Linked DNA regions of Mus musculus: region 2 is linked to region 1. Evidence: chromatin contacts called from public Hi-C data. All regions are on one chromosome and are shown on one strand. Each heading gives the region's core, a stretch centred on a gene start, on an enhancer-like site or on the middle of the called end of the contact. The rest is flanking DNA. Distances are from core to core; before and after follow the strand shown. Region 1 overlaps Kif16b (kinesin family member 16B). Region 2 overlaps Otor (otoraplin).

What was found. A called contact is a pair of places that touch in the nucleus more often than the background predicts.
Region 2: a contact with region 1 is called in a Hi-C map of bone marrow-derived macrophages, with 2.7 times the contacts expected there. The contact joins two enhancer-like sites. A contact is called at or near these places in 1 of 484 Hi-C or Micro-C datasets (bone marrow-derived macrophages), 1 of 115 datasets of contacts at active chromatin or transcription factors (embryonic stem cells) and 1 of 9 other capture datasets (liver).

Annotation. Positions count from the first base shown.
Region 1 is chr2:142,754,377-142,759,926 of GRCm38.p6, forward strand. Kif16b (kinesin family member 16B) reads right to left here. Exons shown (of 26, transcript NM_001081133.2): 13 at 4,414-4,533; 14 at 3,521-3,572; 15 at 1,713-1,850. Among named protein-coding and RNA genes, the nearest start is that of Kif16b, 140 kb to the right of the region's middle. Within about 2 kb of position 3,870, at least 72 of the 459 cell types and tissues checked have an H3K27ac peak or open chromatin away from gene starts, as enhancers often do. A contact at or near this core is called in bone marrow-derived macrophages, where this site is marked.
Region 2 is chr2:143,079,801-143,084,802 of GRCm38.p6, forward strand. Otor (otoraplin) reads left to right here. Exons shown (of 4, transcript NM_020595.3): 3 at 126-233; 4 at 1,355-1,913. The coding sequence ends at 1,378. Among named protein-coding and RNA genes, the nearest start is that of Otor, 3.9 kb to the left of the region's middle. Within about 2 kb of position 2,106, at least 32 of the 459 cell types and tissues checked have an H3K27ac peak or open chromatin away from gene starts, as enhancers often do. A contact at or near this core is called in bone marrow-derived macrophages, where this site is marked.

The DNA of each region.
Region 1 (5,550 bases), core at 2,620-5,119:
ACAGCTATGTAAAAAATTTCTGAAAGCTCAATATACTAGCAAACCTCTCATGGGCAGCAGAGAGGAGAGCAGGCTCATGCAGAGTTAAATGTCAAGCTCTAGGCAGAGCTCACACTGAATAGTACTCTTAAGAACTGGGCAGTTCCCAGAAAGTACAAGGTGAGTTTAGAATATCTTGCTCGGAAAATAAGCCAATGTTTGCAATGTCAAGCCAAAAGACATAGAAGCCACCTTGAAGGAATTCACACTGGCCAAATCTGAGACAATTTGAACATCCAAAATAAATAATAGGCAAACAAAGCAGATACTAATTATGTTGCCAAACAACGTGACTTTCCTCAAGTAAACACATGACGATACAAACGGCAAGAAGAAAAAGCTTTTCCTTACACTAAAAATTCAATTGACAAATGCAAAAGAAATGATAAGAAAATTATCTTTTGCAACCAACAGAATAATAACTCAGCAAATTTTTAAAAAATAGTTTCTGAAACAGTGAATCAAGCTGTGACAATGGACATTGATAATCAGCGTAGCATCCCTACACATTTTTCTAAAACAAAGCCAGGGGAGAAGTAAATTCACAGAAGAAAAAGCATAGGCAGGTCCACCTTTACCAAGGAACCAAAGTGAGCACCCCCGGCAGTGGACAGATAGTAATCTGGGGTGGGATAGGAGCCTTTGCCTCGTGAGCACAATGTCAGACCTCAGCACTGCCTGCAAACAAAGAAGCTGCATGATATCAGCCTGGTCAATGAAAGAGACCAGAGAAATCCTACATTCAAGTAGAGGGACATGCTACAATATATTTGACATGCTCTTTTCAATGTTGTAAGAGTCCAAGAAAGAACAAGGATATAGTCCACACTGAAAAGCTAGAGATGTGGCCAACCATGCCATGCACACTCAATGCTAGACCTACAAGAGCCAGCAGCCAAACCTGCATGGGGTCTGAGGCTAACCATTAGTTTTCTAATTGAATAGCTGACTGAAGATGTTTGAAGAGTCTCATGGGTGGAGGGAATATACACCAATGTACTCAGAGAATACTGGACACTGTCATTAATCTGAACCCCAAATCTCTCCCAGAAGCCATGTGCTGAGTGCTATCTCCTGAGTTTGTGGCAGTCGGGACCTTTAAGAAGTAGAGTCTCCTAAAAGGTCTTCAGGGAGTTCTGGTGCACATCCCTCTTCCCTTTGTTTCCTGGCCATGAGGTAAAGAGTTTAGTTCACCACAGGCTCAAAGACAAGGGGCCAAACCTTCTTTTCTCTTAACAACTTAGTTTCAGAGAAAAAAGTAGGCTGGCATGTAATAGTTACTTTAACATGGCTCTATGATTAAGTTCTGCAAGAATTTTTATACCTTTTTTTACAATACTACAGCTATTTTGCATATAAATGTAACTATTTATTAGAAGGACATAAACATTATAAATAAAAGTATTAAAGGAAATCACTGTATTAAATTTTTACTTGTAAAAGGTACTCTTTAACTTTAAAAATCCTCTAATGGTTAATCATTGTAACAATTGTAAATATTCATAAAAATGTGATATTTAATTCAGCAGACAGTGGGCATTATAAAGGCTTTCCAGCAAGACAGGAGACATGATGAACAGTCTTTACCCTCAAGGTCCCTATTCTGTAAAACACACAGGTCTAGCTTGCTTTCTCCATATACACAAAGATCTCTGAAAAGCAGAACCAGATACCTTGATTTAGCTGCGTGGCATCCACAATCTGAACACCATTCACAGAGCATTGGGACCCTCTCAGGGGTATCAGAGTCACTGTTCCCCCGGCGTTCTCAAAGACACAGTGCTCACTCTCCAAGTCAAGGCCATGAAGGACTAGGAGAGAAAAACAAAGGAGAAAGTTAGGCCCCACTTTGGTGTATGCTATGATGATTCCCAACTACTCATTCCACTTTGAGCACACCTTTTATTTCCCATATAAGTGCTGTAATATATCTTTTAAGTATGAAAATTCTAATCTGTGAGTCTGTAATCTCAAGTGGCAGAGACAAAGGACCACTGATGGCCACCTCAAAGGATCTGACTATATGCCTGTAACAAAGCAAGCTCTGGCATGACAGCTTATTCTTTCCAAAGGACAACACAGTTGACTAACTTGTTTAACAGAGAATCTCTACTCAACACTGACAAACTTGCATCAGCCACAGGGAGACACAAAAATGAAAGTATCTGCAGGCTTACGACCCATGAGCACCTCTGCACTTACAGATAATGCTTGCCAGAAACAGAAAACAGAGGCATGGTATGGCCCCCAGGAGGTCCTAAAACAGTAGTTTTCAACCTGTGGGTTGTAACCCCTTTGGAAAACACAGATAATTACATTGCTATTCATAACAGTGGCAATATTAGTTATGAAGTAGCAACATAAATAATTTCATGGTTGGGGATTACCACAATGTGAGAAACAATGAAAGGTCACTGCATTAGGAAGGTTGAGCACCACTGTCCCAGGAGCTTGCAGAGGCTTCGCTGGGGTGCCCTCTGCCACAGCCTATGCAGACTCTGAGACCTCTGAAAGCAGCCAGTCACTGAGGGTTATCAGATTAGGTATGACCATCTTGTCAATAGCAGATGTGAATGCCTCTCGAACAAACCAGTTTCTTAGGAGGAGCTCTCACATTCTCTGCAGGACAGCAACAATGGATGTCTCTGGTCAGCGATCATTGCACTTACTAACTGCCCTCATTTATGGCTACCCCCATAGCCAAATGTGTAATTCAAACAAGGGGCTTGATGCCAAAAGAGACTCAGAAGTACTTGAGTCTGAAAGCTTCTGGAATTGTTTTTGGCTCTCCTCATTTCTAGTACTACTAAATGTACACAGAAACATTCGACAAGTGGCTCATTAGCATATACTTGATAGAAAGCAGGTTCCTCATCAGGAACATTAAACTTATCTTGAAATGGTGTAATTCTTTCCCCAATCTGTAATGTGCCCCTCTACACATAGACACCAACTCACACCACATTCTCCACCTACAGACCTGTCTAAGGGATGCTCAGAACACTGTGCAGGCTATCATCTGCTCAGGCTGACCTGCTGGTGATCTGTATGCCTTGTGAAGAATGTAGAACACCCAGAAGCCATGACTTCTAATGGGTCCCTGGCATGTGGTCTCATACTTTGCCATCACCTTCCTGTAGAGAACTCTCCATATTCTGCATTTTGAAGGACCTGGGATCCTTTATCAGTGTCTGCTGGCTGATTTCCATCAATCACAGTGGCAAATACAGAGTGACCGGTGGAGAGTGACTTACATAACTTTACTAGCAGGGTAGAGAATGTACATGAGGTAGCAGAAAGAAGTCATACTTTAATTTTGTTCACTCGATTAACCATCCTTGTTATTCAGCTGGGTTGTAGTCAAAATTATATACACATACTGAGCATTCAACACTTTCTCTTATATCAGCACCGATCAGGAAAAAGAAGACTATTCATTATCTACAGTTATGAAAACTGCTGACAGATCAGATAGTCTCACCAATATCTTGCTCTGTTGAAGCATCTTCTCTGCCGACGTAAGTCTGACCCTCCTGAGAAGGAAATTCAATAGTATTCGTTAGTGAGTGCAGGAGGCCAACCTGCTGCATCACTTCTCATCCTATCTTGATGCATCCATCCTGCTGTGCAACAGAATGAGCAAGGGCTCAGTGCACAAGGCCTCAGTGAGCTTAGGGTACTGAACACTCAGGTGACATCTTCTGTGGTCTGCTAAGTACCAGCACCACTGCAAAGGCAAAGTGCTCAGAAAGTGAAAGCTCTACAGTCAGATCCGGGCAGCCATTTCAAGGGTGACTCAGATCAGTGGACAAGGGCTTCCTTGTGTCCAAAGATGCATGACATGAAGCGGCCACAAAACTCAAGACAGCATAATGTCATTCTGAGTCACAGGGCACCAGAGAAAAGCTATTGAAATTGAGGTCACAGAGCAACACTTGGTAACTGACAAGGAACTCTGACCTCTAGAACAGTGAGAACTATACAGAATCAAGGCTGACTAAAAGGAAGGTACCATATAATAATAACCAGGAGGAACCAGCAAGTGTGCACATAGCAAATCCCAGTTCTGGGTTCTTGTTCCTTCCTCAGTTTTTCTACCTTTTTCCCCCCTTATCTTCCTTTTTATGATTCCACAGAAAAGAAGCCAAAACGGATGACTCATCATTTAACTTCAGAACTCTATATACACAGGAACTTCAGATACCACTGAATCTCAATGAACTGTAGAAAAATCCCCAAAGGCTCAAGGATTTGTTGTATATTCTTTCACTTAATAGTTGCACTCATGGCCACAAAGTATTATAATAACCCTTGCTAGAATCTAAGGGGAAATCTGGAAACAAAATGAGAATGTTCCACGTAATCAGTTTCTACCTTCAAGTGATACAAGATGATTCCAGTGCTCAGAAGATCATCATCAATGCCAATTAGGTGCGGCAGCTCCGAGTCCAGCACCACACCAATGCCCTCTTTCCTGAGGGCTAGAGTTTGCTCCTGAAATCAGGAGGAGAGAGAAGAAATAGATTATTTGGGGGAAAGACAACTTCATTCTAGGTGTCTTTAGATGTTTAGATTTTATTTACTACTTAAAAAAAACAACAACAACAGAAAGAAAAATGGACTTTAAAACCTGGCAGGCAGTAGGCAAAATGAACTTGGAACATATAAAATGTTCAACCTAAAATGAATTAAACTCTTAGCTTGATATATATAACCTTTTCAAAGTCAATCTCAAGGCCCATCTTCCTTAGCAAGGACTTTACAATCACCCTTTATAAAGTAACCTTTCTCGCTTCTTCAGATCATGTACTTTCTTAATAGCTAGAAGTCTCTTTAATTGCCAATCCTTCTCTCTGGTCACAGGAACATACTGAGCATGCTTTTGAGATAGCAGCTCCCTCACTTAGTTCTGCATCTCTGCATCAGAGATACCCTCTATACCCTGTATCAGCTTCCCACATACTGCACCACTAACAGTTCTTCCCACTCCATCCATGGGGCGGGCAGTTTAAACGGGAAACACCCACCACAGTCTTACCGTCAAATTTAAACATTTGATCCCCAGTTAGTGCCTCTGTTTTGGAAGGTTTGAGTAGTACAGCCTTGCTGGAGGAAGTATGTCACTGAGACCAGGCTCCTATCACTTCTAATTTGATCTCTTCTTCCTCCTTGCCATGGAAGGTGTGAGCTCTCAGCTTCCTGCCATCATGGAAGCCCTACGCTGTCTCACTATGATCGACTCTTACACCTCTGAATTGTAAGTCAAAGTAAACCCTTCCCTCTACAAGCTGTCTTGGTCATGGTGTTTTATCCAGCAACAGAAAAGTAACTACATGAACCACAACTCCCTCAGTCTAGCAGAGACCTGAGAGAGATACACCTACCCCAAACTTCCCTGCACTTCCCAAATTCCTCCCTGCCACTCTTTTGAAACCACTTTATGGAGGCTGTCAATCTTGGACTCTACTCACACTCTCTCCCTGAATAATAAGTCTCACCCTGACTTACCAG
Region 2 (5,002 bases), core at 856-3,355, 320 kb after region 1:
CTGAATTCCCTGGAATGCACAGCTAAAGGGAGCACTGGCTTGTGTAATTTTCATTACCAGGAGAGGAGTTTCTCAAAAGCCCTGCCATCAGCTTTTCCCTAACTGCCGCTGCTTTGGGCACACAGGTTTATGGTGACCACCAGGATGAGATGGGAATTGTAGGTTATTTCCCCAGCAACTTGGTGAAGGAGCAGCGTGTATACCAGGAGGCCACCAAGGAGATCCCAACCACGGTAAGCATCTCAGAGGTGACTGGAGGATGAATCAGATTTCGGGGTAATGTAGACTTTGTTTTTGAGAATATGTCCTTCAATTTACAGTATATGCTGTACAAAATAGGGGCCAACAGTGACTTTTATGAGTTGGTAACATGTAGAATGTCATATTGGCTGTCGGCGTTGTGAGGTTGGCACACTTTCTTCACACATTATAATCACTCTATCTAAGTTTGTTTTCTTTAAATGTTTCAACTTTTGAAAACTGTATTTTATCTTTACTGGGAATATAATTGACCAGTAAAATTGTATATTGAAGATATTCAACTTGAAGTTTTGAGGTAAATACATACTATAAAATGATCATCCCAACAGGCTGACTCACAAGTCACACCTGCCACCTATACTTAACTCTCTTCCCATGTCATAAGTGCGCACACACCTGTGTGTGCGTGTGTAGCAAAGGAGACTCAGTATGGTTCAAGTATACAACACAACACTCCTTCTATTTTAATGGAAGGCATCTGTCCATAGAGAAAGGAATTAAAAAAAATTACTAAGCTGTTCTTCCTGATGGTCTTATGAAAGGTAGATTTATTTATGAAATGTAGATTGAAGAGAAAAAAATGCCACCTGTTTTTGAGTTGATCAAAATATTCTAGAAAATCCAGAATTTTTTTTCGAGTCTTTTCTGTGTGACTTCTGCATGAAATAAAATGGAGGTCTTCCCACTGCCCTGGGGCAGAAATAAAAGGTCCTTTCTGAGCTCCTTTGCAAGATGGTCATTTTGAGGTGAGTCTCCCAAGCAATGCTTCAAACAGAACTGCAATGCTTCAAACAGAACTCAGCCCGACAGACAGCCTCGGCTCACCTGTCATCGCTGCATGGCACTGTGCTCTGTCTGTGAAAAAACTACAAATTAGACATGTATTGAAAAACCTTCATCTTAAACAGTATTTGACTTAAAGTGATAATTATTTCAAATCCTCAGGTTTTCAACCTTGACTTAATCCAAAATTAAATCCAAATCCAAAATTAAATCTTATTTTATTTTATTTTTAAATCTTATTTTAAAACTTAAAATCTACACCTGCTTTTTTGGAACCAGCCTGAAAGTTCAACTTTTTCCCCCCTTTCAGGATATTGACTTCTTCTGTGAATAAGAAATTAATTAAAACAGCAGATAAAACAGAAACACCAGTGATGAAGAAGAGAAGAAGTGGAAATAACTGAACCTGTGTATCTGTACCTTCCTGGCTTTATTTGGTGGCAGGAGGTTGGATCTTGAAGGTGCTAAGATATGGAAATTGTCAACTCAGTCTTGTTTACTCTTGCCCCGGTCTTTCCACCAACTGCGACTACGTGCTGTGTGAATCATATAGGTCATTTATAACCCAATACTTAGCTTTCAGCGAGGAGAATCTTTATTTACTCAGTGATGAACATATAAGGTGTTTTATCTGTAGTTATTTCTAAATGGTCATTCTCCCCAGCTCTGACTCCATGTCCTTAAGCTTGCTGAGTTAGAAGTCTGACTTTTGGGTGTGTTTTCTGTTATTTGTCTCTCTGGTCATGTGAAGTCTTAATAATGTATTTGTCATGATAACTTCCTATTGTTACTTTTTATATCTGATGCCCTTGGATAGAAGAATGTTAGGTATAAAACAAGTTTTTGTACTCATAAACATTTGGACTATGTCTCTGGAATTTTTTTTCTTTTAAAAATACTTCATATGTTATTTCAGTGGAGATAACTTTACATTCGAAATGACCATTTCCTGTTTCCTCAGATTTAAGTAAGTCTGCGAGTGTGCGCTGAGGCTGGTGGGGGTGTAGGGGGAGGCAAGCTTTGGAACTGTTTCCCTTTTCTCTGTTTCCTGTCTGGTTCTTTTCCAAGTTTTAAGTCACCAAAGGGGACATCCAAAAATCCACTCTGAAGACTGTTTCCTCTGCTCTACTTTCATTTCTGTTTCTACTTTCATTTCCTCTTTCCATACAAATTCCTCTGGACAAGTGTAATCCATTGGAAAGCTTCTGGGGAGCCAGGGGGTCCCCTTTTACAAGTGAAAACTGAAATCCTTGATGCCCATCACAGCGAACTCCAGAGAGCAGACACAGGAACTGACTCTAACTGCATTTTATTCAGAGCCAGAAATCTTGGAAGACAGAGTCAAGGTCCCCAAATCTGCCCTCCACTCCCATCTACAGCATCAGCCAACAGTGAGCCTTTATAAGTTTAGTCTTACCTCTCTGGTTTGGTGGTCAGCCTTGCCTCAGAGATTTCCTTTTATTCCCACCCATTATCATCTCTCTCTGTGTAGAAGTACTCTGTACCCCAAGCCACAGAGTCTGCAGAGAGGCACCACCTAGATCACGTGTCTAGGTAGAAGATGAACTTGGAATAGTTAGTATTGCATACCAGGCTACTTCCAGGGTAGACAGTGATCCTTTCTATATGAAGTGCCCAATGTGTTAGTGTAGAATATGATCACGTCTCTATGTTTTCCTACCACAGTTGCAGGTTCTCAGTCTCATGGTTTTAGAAACAACAACAACAACAGCAACAACAGCAACAACAACAACAAAAACAAAATTAAACAGACCCAGAAGAAAACTCCTGGCAGCTTCTTGAAGGAGGGAGGTGGGTAAGAGACAGAAAGGAAGCCACACTTTCCTAAGTAGAGCTCTCTTGTCAGCAGCTTCAGAGAAACAGAGGAAGGAAATACCACGTGTTTTGAATTAGACCTTAGATTGTAGACATAGCAGTGAACATCTAGAAGCAAGTACATAGAGAGAAGAACTTCGGGGTATACAGCCCAGTAAGGGGCACTTTCCCCTCCAAACTTATTCACGTGTCCTCACATAGAACAGTTTTCTTAAGTGCTGGTTTTCTGTCCAACTGATTGACAGGTCTGTTTAGATTAACACTTAAAGGAGGATACAACAGCATGGTTTTTTTTATAGATTTGTATATATACATGTGCGTATATATTGTAGTAGCAGCAGCAGCAGCAGCAGCAGCAGCAGCAGCAGCAGCAGCAGCACAGAAGGTCTACTAAGTTATAGCACTAGTCTTGTTTTTGTAATCTTATAATCTTTTGGGCAGTTGAGATGCTATTTTCAGCCTAGAATCAGAGATGCAATTCAGATATCCTTCTGATAAAAAGTCATGTAACTGGACCTTTGCACCCATAAGACCACAGCAGCTGTGGTTGCCTGCACAGACCGGCACACGACCAAGCCAGGCAATATTATAGCATGGAGTCGGGGGGGCGGGGGGCTATCCATAACAATTGATGGCTGCTAGGTGGGGGAGAGTCAGTTTACTTTATGGCTGTGGTCCCTGAAAGGTTGACCATGTAGTAGTGCATGAGTCTGCATCCATGAGGGTATGGATAGTGCTAATTGGATTCAGTGGGTTATTTTTAAAAAGGAGGAGTCATGAGGTTGGGAGGGGGATGAGGAAATATATCTGGGAGGAGTTAGGGGATGAATATGACCAAAACATATTATGTGAAATTCTCAAAGAATAAATAAAGTATTATATTAAAATTATGGAAAGGTGGATTAAAGAGAATTAAAAAAAAAGCAAACTAACCACACTTTATCAGGAGGAAATGGTTTTCCCTCAGTGAGTTGTACCTTATCCCCAATATCTCTACTCAAACGTGATTCTTCCCTCCTTTCTTATGGTATCTTAAATTCTAAAGATGCCAGCTGTGATATTTCTTCTTTCTTAAAGTTAGAGCGTTACCGGTAAAAGTGAGAAGTGGGGTTGAAATGATTGTGGGTTCAAGATTCAGAGACTCCAAATGTGCTGATGCCTGCCTCACTGCCTGGCAGGGGCTGTCCACAAGAGTTTCTGTGTTTAATTGTAAATCTGCACCACTGACTGTGTGTAACTAATCTCTCTCTCTCTCTCTCTCTCTCTCTCTCTCTCTCTCTCTCTCTCTCTCTCTCATCTTAACCTTTTAACCTTTGGGTAAAGATAGTTTTGGGGACTTAGCATGGGGTTACCCACCCAGTTTTCTGTGATCTGATTATCCTGTAAATATGACTAAAGAAGTAAGGAGAATCCTTAGGACAAGTCAGAGACTTGGATCTTTTTTCTGCTGTCACCACTGTGACTTTGAGTGAATATATTTTGACAAATTTTTATGGAACTCACACAAGATAAATCATATCAAAAGAACATCATGGATTATTCTAGCTCATTTTATGTCAGGAAAGGCAATGTTCCAGGTAGCATCTAGGGCTTGCAAAAGTTTTAAGATAATTTTTCCACTTACCCACTCTGTAATTTCTCCTTTTATTTTATTTTTCTGGTTTGTTTTTCCAGGACAGGGTTTCTGTATGTAGCCCGGACTATCTTAGAACTCTCTTTGTAGATTAAGCTGGTCTTGAACTCAGATCTCTCTGCCTCTGCCTTCTGAGTGTTGGTATTAAAGGTGTGTGCCATCATTCCCAGTACTAATCCCTCTTGATTGATGACTTCCTTTTCCCAGACCTTATCTCTCTTGGAGTCATATAGCACACCTCTTGTACCATCTGGTTGGTGTCAGGGTTCCAGCTTTGCTCACAAGTTGAGGGCTTCTGTAGCAGAATCCCCCCCCCCCACCCCAGTGCTAATAAGCTCTTATCCCCAGGACTGACCTCATCCAAGAGTGGGGAAGTCCTTGTTTGGTTATACCTTCTGGGGAACCATCTATATGAAAATAGGGTTCACCATGCAGGGCATGGTGATCCTTTCTGCCCTCTGATCTATTGTGTCCCTGGGAACTGATTAT